3 separate regions of the Zea mays genome follow, and regions 1 and 3 are each linked to region 2. The links are chromatin contacts, called in public Hi-C maps. All regions are on one chromosome and are shown on one strand. Each heading gives the region's core, a stretch centred on a gene start, on an enhancer-like site or on the middle of the called end of the contact. The rest is flanking DNA. Distances are from core to core; before and after follow the strand shown. Region 1 holds the start of LOC100277266. Region 2 holds the start of LOC100286162 (plastocyanin-like domain containing protein). Region 3 holds the start of LOC100284284.

Evidence for each region. Hi-C and Micro-C count contacts between places; a contact is called where the count stands out from the background.
Region 1: a Hi-C map of ear shows a contact between it and region 2, with 3 times the contacts expected there. The contact joins the promoter of LOC100277266 here to the promoter of LOC100286162 in region 2. A contact is called at or near these places in 8 of 25 Hi-C or Micro-C datasets (ear, endosperm, leaf and 2 more).
Region 3: a Hi-C map of endosperm shows a contact between it and region 2, with 2.5 times the contacts expected there. The contact joins the promoter of LOC100284284 here to the promoter of LOC100286162 in region 2. A contact is called at or near these places in 4 of 25 Hi-C or Micro-C datasets (ear, endosperm, leaf and 1 more).

What each region holds. Positions count from the first base shown.
Region 1 is chr4:19,204,943-19,207,642 of Zm-B73-REFERENCE-NAM-5.0, reverse strand. LOC100277266 reads left to right here and starts at 1,377. Exons shown (of 1, transcript NM_001320299.1): 1 at 1,377-2,037. The coding sequence starts at 1,524. The coding sequence ends at 1,733.
Region 2 is chr4:19,531,331-19,534,032 of Zm-B73-REFERENCE-NAM-5.0, reverse strand. It overlaps LOC100286162 (plastocyanin-like domain containing protein), which reads left to right and starts at 1,335. Exons shown (of 2, transcript NM_001159050.2): 1 at 1,335-1,629; 2 at 1,767-2,207. The coding sequence starts at 1,338. The coding sequence ends at 2,137. It overlaps LOC100384115 (Lipase/lipooxygenase PLAT/LH2 family protein), which reads left to right. Exons shown (of 4, transcript NM_001176703.2): 4 at 1-910. The coding sequence ends at 367.
Region 3 is chr4:19,117,794-19,120,699 of Zm-B73-REFERENCE-NAM-5.0, reverse strand. It overlaps LOC100284284, which reads left to right and starts at 1,647. Exons shown (of 10, transcript NM_001157179.2): 1 at 1,647-1,848; 2 at 2,233-2,284. The coding sequence starts at 1,742.

The sequences.
Region 1 (2,700 bases), core at 128-2,627, 330 kb after region 2:
ATTTATACATAGATTTATGATATCGTAATTGTCTGTTTAAATGTGCTTCCCCAATTTTCGGGTTACACGTCACCGGCCCACGTTCGGACAAATGGCCCACGTTTGGTTACGCATTTCTGTACTAACTATTACACTTGCGTAAATGCAGTGCATAAATACGGGCCGCCTGGATCGGCCCATTCGATGCGACCAGGCTTGGCTCGTGTGTGTGTGTATATATATATATATATATATATATATATATATATATATATATATATATATATATATATATATATATATATATATATATATATATATATATAAAGAGAGAGAGAGAGAGAGAGATTTGGAGGTTAAAACTTAAGAGAACTTAGGAGTCTTAGATTAATAAAAAGTAAAACAGCGAGAATTCAATAGTAAATAGTGGTTGTGCTGTACAGGTTAGGTGAATGGAATCAAAATGAAAAGAAGCGCCTTTCGTTGGTTGCTAGATTGAAAGGGACTATAATGCACCTGAAAGCCGATTCCATGGGAAAAAGACGAACTAGGATGACTGATGTGACACCTCTCTTTCGACCCACGTAAAACCACCATGCAATTGACAAGGTCACACTTGGTAGAAGATAACGATGTATTACTTGGAAAACTTAGGTTGTTGGATTCGTATTCAAATCCGTTGTTCGGACTGATACAGCTGTAATTTATAAAGACAAAGACATTATATAATAAGTAAAAGTTGGTACTGATTAAAGACAAGAGAACAGGCTCACTCAACATTGAGAAGGATATACAGTCACACGTATCACCAAAAGGTAGCACCTAAAAAGGGGAGAAAAGTGACCCTATTTATGAAAGTTCATAGTTTCTCCTTTGTGTCACAATTTATGAAAGTTAGACGTTATTTTGCTGGACAGTGTTTAGGAGTTGTGCGCGTGAGTGTGTGGTAGCGCTATTTATCACTACCGTGATAAACCAAAAATCCATCATCTCGACCCTACTGAACACATTCGATTTAGTTAGTCACTATGTCTGCGTCAGAGAGAGACGTGACAAGTGTCACATACATCTATCTTGCTTCCCTGATGATGGAATTTTAACGGTGAACGAAAGGTCCAAGTAAGCTAGTAACGGTTAGGAATTGTTTCGACCCATTAATTCGGCACCAACGAACAAGACCTTAATTCTCTTGTCATCAAATTAGTCCTAAAGAAAATAAACCACGCGGCTTTAATCGACAGGGGCAAGCGAGAAGCCACCCACACCAGCATTACCCACGCAGCATGGACAGACAACATGAGTCAGATGAACCCAACCTTCCATCCGTTCGGCCCTCAGCAAAATGCCACTACGCTATATATCGCGTCACGCAACGCACGTTCTCTCCACTGGTCCTACAACACTCTCCCTACCACACCGAACCAACAAGAGGAGCAAGAGGTAGCTATAGCAGCCTAGCACACACCACCACCCACCACCACCGCGCCACAGAGCTGCCGAGAGTGTGCTGTGCTTCGCTCATCGACCGACCGATCGATCTCGGCATGGCGGACTGGGGGCCGGTGCTGATCGGGCTGGTGCTCTTCATCCTGCTCTCCCCGGGCCTGCTCTTCCAGATCCCCGGCAAGGGCCGGATCATCGAGTTCGGCAACTTCCAGACCAGCGGCCTCTCCATCCTCATCCACGCCGTCATCTACTTCGCCCTCCTCGCCATCTTCCTCCTCGCCGTCGGCGTCCACATTTACCTCGGCTAGCTAGTCGCCCGTCGTCGCCGCCGGGCTGAGCGAGGCTAGCTGCTGGCGCGCGGCGGCCCGGCCCGGCCTGGCTTTATTTGACATCAATCTGGGTGGCTGGATTAGGTACTGCGTGGTGCGGAGGCATATACTACTATATACATTTACATGTTCATCTCCATCTGCTTGCTAGCTGTATGTTGATTTATTTAGCTACTACTTTATCAACGACATCCTCGAGTCCAGATACAGTATATCCAATTAATCCCTTATGAGCATGCTTCTGATAGATGGCCATTAATAATACATATGTCATGTTTTTTTATTATCATGGTCTCAAGTTCTGGAATTCTTTTTTGCCAGATCCGCTAATAATCGTATTCAATTAATTTGGTCAGCTTTTCAAAGGTTGGTTCAATTTGTTGTTGTTTTTTCCTTTCTTTTTCCAAAGGCCGCTTCTATTTTCAAAGTCGCATCACCCTCAGCAACTATTCCCTCGGTTTTAAATTACAAGGCATTCTAATTTTCTTAAAGAGCCAAAGCATATCTTAGGTTTGATCGAAGTTGCTGAGAGATCGAATTGCAGGGATTTACAACATCAAATAGGCGGTGAACGTAGGATGAAAATATAATTGGTAAAGGACCTAATGATACTTAATTGGTACTATAAATGTTACACTTTTATTATATAAATTTAATCTAATTTGAGATGTTTTCATTCTCTGACTAAATCGGAATGACTTGCAATTTAAAAGTGAGGGAGTACCTCGCTTCATCGTCGTCTTTTGCACTGTGTATGGTATTCTACAGAAGTTGACGTTTCACCGAAACTTTGCTGGAGAGTCAACTAAAATGGAACGGCTCCATTCTAGTTTTTTTATAATAGAGTTGTTCTATTCCGTGTTTAGCAAACAGAATAGAGCCTCTCCATTTTTTATTTAGTTGCCACTTCGTTATCTATTTGGTTGAATAGCTATATGAATGTGTA
Region 2 (2,702 bases), core at 86-2,585:
AAATGACAGCGCTGCCTATTCGTTCCTGATAGGTGGCATTGGAGGGTTCCTGTACCTGTTGCTGCTCCAAAGATCGGTTGATGGTTTGCCTGTGATCGGTTCACCTTCAGAAGCTGGCGGTGCACAGCCTTCGGTAAAAAGTTTCAGCGGTGTAAGGAGGCCATGGTTGATACTATCACTAGTACTGGTTGCAGGTGCAGTTGCACTGAAGTATGGTGCTGGAGGCGACAGCTTTGCGCTCACACCCACCGACCTCTTTGTTGGCACTGCAGGGTTCCTAGCAAACAAGGTTGCTGTTCTTCTTGCAGCGTTCATGCCTATGCTAAGTGACTCAAAGAGTGAAGATGGATCTGGTGACAGCAGTTAATTGGACTTCTTTAAAAATATGTTAGTAATAGTTTCCTATAGAAGATCTGTATTCAAGACTGGAACGGAATTAGCTGAAGTGCAAAGGACAAGTCCTAGTTTCTGAACTGGAAAAAAGAACCCTCTCATCTTGGTGACTGTGTCATCCTTGCAAGGGTTCAATTCACAGCAAGAGTTCAAGTGTTGTGGCAGTTTGAAGTCAGAAACTTAAGTTGTATTTTTCAGACATGCAGGACAGCTGTGTATCATTATATCAAGAAGAAGAAGAACAAAAGTCTAGGATACTTTGAAGCACCCTTAGAAAGGCATGACCAGTACAGCAGAAGAAAAACAGAGACACAAAAACTAAGGACATGGCCATAAACTACGGAGCGTTTTGGCTTTTGCCATACAGCACAACTTGATTTCATCTTAGAAACTTGAGTTGTAGTATAGTATACTCACCTATCGGACACTGAACTGTTAAGATGATATACCGACTACAGCTTTGTTGTATGTAAAAATATGACATTTGTGAGGTTAAATACACAGTAACTATCGAAACAAAATGCTTGGCGTTGCTCCAAATCACTATCATCTGAGTATTTTCTTGAACTGGAAGCTCTAGAGCGATTGTAGATTCACTCAACACAACATTAGCAGTATACGACTGTGAAAAGTTCCTGTCAAGTTCCGCTGGGCAGTAATTTTTTAAACTTATTATCTTATACAGATCTGAGATGAACACCATTTCCTAGGCAGAATTATCATTATATTCAATTGTAAGTATTTTACCACAGTCCATAGATCTAGTCACCGGCCACAGCATGGTACCTAGCCAGGTGGCCGCCGCCCCCACCTGGATGCCGCCGCATAAACCGGTGAATTCACTGACAAGAGTAGACACCCATTTTGCATCTGAAGCTTCTGCCTGTAGTCTGGCATTAGCAGCACATCATACATATATCACCAGCTTTCTCAAGTGCTGCCAGATGCTAGACATGGGCATTCCGACGACAGTGATGTTCCGAGTAGTCGTCATCGCCGTTTTCACCCTATCGACCGCTGCAGCCGCAGGCAATGCGACAGCGAGTCCGAGCTCCGTGACCAATTCAACGGCGAGCTCGACCAAGAACACCACGGCGCCACTGTTGCCGCCGTTTGGCACGAACCACGCGGTGGGCGACGGCGCGGGGTGGATCTTCGACTGGAAGGCGAACGCCTCGGCCGCCAACTACTCCGCCTGGGCTGCGAACCGCACTTTCTTCCTCGGCGACTACCTCAGTGAGTCCTCATCCTCGGCTTCCTCCCCTGCCCAAGTCCAAACTACTGTTTCTGTATGGAGCTCAATCGATCGACGCTGGTTACGTACTGACGTGTCTGACGTGTGTGGCTGGCGGCATGCTCCATCCATCGCAAAGGCTTCAGGACGGACACCAGCAACACGGTGGTGCACACGACCAACGCCACGGCGTACAGGTTCTGCAGCGCCGGCGTCGCGGCGAGAGGCGGCGGCGGCGGGTGGAAGCCGGAGGAGGCGTTCCTCGTCGTGATGCTCACGGCGGAGGGCACCAACTACTTCTTCTCCGACGCCTTGGACGGGGAACACTGCCGGAAGGGGATGCGGTTTCAGGTCGGCGTGGCACATGGCCGCGGTCTCCCGTCGGTGCCCCCGTCGTACTACGAGCCACTCTCCGGCGCGCCGGCGGGGACGCGAGCGCGACACGATGGAGCTGTGGCCGTGTGGGGCGTTGCGATGGTTGCAGCCTTTGCTGCACTTGCGTTTTCTTGATTTTTTTTTATTATTCATAACACAGGTTGTTGACAACCAAAAATGGCTAATAGTACGAGGAAGGCTTTTGCAGTGACGTTCCAGATAGCAAAACATGGACAAATACTACTAATATTTTGGAGCATCATGGTCAAAGTCGGAAGGAAAAAGATGAGAAACGACGGCGCCTTAGCAAGTCGGTAGCCCGGTATCCGGTTCTCTTCACCACGCTGCAGCCGTCCAAAGACCATCTCCAGCAACTTTCTCATTTTCATCCCATATTCAAACTTTAACTACGCCATAAGTAAACCGTCATAAGAGACCGACCCGTTATAAATAACCGGCTGCATTAACTACGTCTAGCATCGAGCCAAGGCGAAGTCACCGGTCCGCCTCCCACTCATGACTCGGAATGTGGCACACTCATATAGCTTACAAACCCCTCAGGCTACGACACATTTATGACTCGTGCGCCTCTATCCTGCGACACACTATTGACCTATCAGAACTAGATCCGAGTGCGTAGATTGATGGCAGGACATAATAAGACGAACCGCGCTAAGCCCCAGGCTATGAAGGTCACGGG
Region 3 (2,906 bases), core at 398-2,897, 410 kb after region 2:
CTAGTGGAACTTTGTAAAGGCCTCGTAGTGTTACCCTGCCTCGCCTCCTCGGTAGAGGTGTATGGGATTGGCCATCTCTTGGCAGATGGGTAACATGACTTGTGGGTAAAGATGTGCAACCTCTGCATAGTGTAAAACTGGTATACTAGCCGTGCTCACGGTCATAAGCAGCTCGGACCCTCACATGATTAATCTATGGAATTAAAACTCAATTTGACATTTGCATCGCATTTGGGGATTATTTTATTACTTTTATTTATTATTAAGGTTTGGTATTTACTTACACTTAGTAATTGCTAATAAAATTTTGACCAACTTATAAAAGCAATGCTCAGCCTCAGCCTCTATTTTGTTGATCAGCCTTACACTCCACATGAACTCCAACCTTTGGTGAGTTCATGCACATTATTCACCACGACTTGTTGAGCTATGAACGTATGTGAGCTCACTCTTGCTGTCTCACACCCCCCCACAGGAGAAGAACATGTGGTTGAAGAGGAGCCGCCTAACACTGAGGCTTTCGACTTGATCTAGGTGGCGTCTCCCAGACAGCTTTCTGGCGCCAAGGATGGATGTTAGATCCTGTTATATTTATATTTTATTTTGTAAGACTTCCGCTATGTAATAAATACTCTGATTTTATTGTGACATTTATCTCTATACACTCTGTTATTATATATGTTGTCTTCTTTGGCGCATGTATGAGATGCATTCGGTTTTGTTCCTTAAATCCGGGTGTGACATATACGTAGGAAAGATTGATTGTAAGAGTGATTTGGTTGAATGGATTTAATAAAATTTTATCTGCTGGATTATATAGTGTTATAGATATAAATATTCAGTAAAAAAACTATGATTTACATCGCCATAATGTTTTTTTTGTGAATAGCAATATGGTTACATCACCATATTGCTTGCATATGACGATTACATCACAAGGGATACATTTCGAATCCCATTCAGAGGTCCGTGTAACAGAGATAAATATTCCCTTTCCGTTTTTCATCAGATGGATAGACACGGTCACTGTGCAAAGCACTCCGTCGAATTCATTCATTCATTCATCCACTCAAGAATCCCAAGAGCACTCGGTGCAAAGGAAACGAAGGGACGGATGAAAATGCTTCAACTTCTATCTTTCGGTTTCTTACACTACGCACATAAATAAATAGAGCCGCGTAGGCCTCCTTTTTTTCTTCTTACACGAACTACCAGTGTTCGAGGCCGGCAATCGGTGAAGTCTTCTTGGTTCCTGATGGATCATCTGCCCAAGTTTGTGGCCGATTTGATATGTTTCTTCCGTAGGTATATGCCTGCATTCATCAATTTTTTACTATTCCTCCAAAATTTCCAACTCAAGTATTTTTAGTTTTCTAATGACCAAAACGCAAGCTTACTCCTGTTATTATATTGATCACACCAAAGATCGGATCACAGGAAGATTTGTCATACGTATTCCGATAAAAAATAGCAAATCCCAAGCCAAATAAAAACTAGACTAAGCTTCCTTAGCGTGAATCTGGACCGTCAGCTCTCCGTTCGTCCTCGACGGACGGCTCGATGACGCAGACCCGTGGACGGCGCACCGGTCCAAAGTCAAAAGGGCAAGAGGGGGCAAAAAGGGAGAAATTTCCTCTCACAAAACCCTCGCCAGCTTATCCCCCTTCCTCCCTCACACGATCTCTCCTCGACGGCTAACCCGGATTGCCGTCTCAGGCTCGGGATCCGGGCGCTCGCGGCGATGGACGGCGGCGGCGGCGCTGGCGGCGCGGAGGGGGAGCTCACGGCGCAGGAGACAGCGCTCTACGACCGCCAGATCCGCGTCTGGGGCGTCGATGCCCAGAAGAGGTGCGCAGCCGCCAAAGACCTCGTCTTTGCCCTTTCTTGTCTGTTCCCCCGCCCCTGCTTCTTCTGTTCGTTTTACTAATTTTTGCTCTATTTTTCTTCCATCTTTGTTTGGAGCACGGCGCCGGTTACTGTCACTAAAAGTTGCTACCTTTTGGGTGGTTTATTGTATTTTATTTATTTCGGATGTGTACCATTTTTTTTGTGTTTGATTATTATAAATAAATTATAGATTACAAATCGAAAGCTTGCATTTTGGTGTGAAAACCCCCTCATTGCTGCCGTCTCGCAAGTTCGCTTGACCTCCCCCAATTTATTCCCCAAGTCGTTTTCGTCATGCATCGCATCTTTCCGAGCTAACTGTTATATTTCTGTTTCCTAGAACAGACTAAGTAAGGCGCACGTGCTTGTGTGTGGCATGAACGGAACCACCATCGAGGTACCTTTCTGCAACTCTAGCGAGTAGCGATCAGTGTTTAATTTTTTCGTATTATTTGTAGTGCAGCCCAAGTTTAGTTGTTTTTTTGAACTAGGTTATATCCCCCCCTCTCATAATTTACTACTAATATTATGTAACAATGTTTGCGCTGTTTGTCAGAATTATATTGGCCATTTCTGATCTTATATGCAAAATGACACTGATAGTTATTCCATCAATAGTAGGCATTACCGGTTTGCTTTTGTAGATCTCTGATCTCTGCATACATTGAGTTGAAACTTGTACTTTGTTCCCTCGTTGTTATATTTCTTTTAGAATTATATCCTTTTCTTAGGTACTTAAATGCTTATTCAGAACTAAGTTCTGGAATCTATTTAGGGTCTGTTTGGATCAGCTAAAGATTGTTTGCATATGGATACTGCTTTTAACAATCCATAGCCCAGATTGTCAGTCCCACAAGCAACTTTCCCCCCTAGCTTGTCGCCTTGCGCTAGCATTATGAAAACACAGCATTACCCTCGCACATTGAACTTCTCACGTGCAATTGTAGGCTTGTAGCTGACCGCGATGCGCTGCGGTGAGTCCAGCCATCCTCAGTGGTGTGGCGCTTGTCGCCTTACAC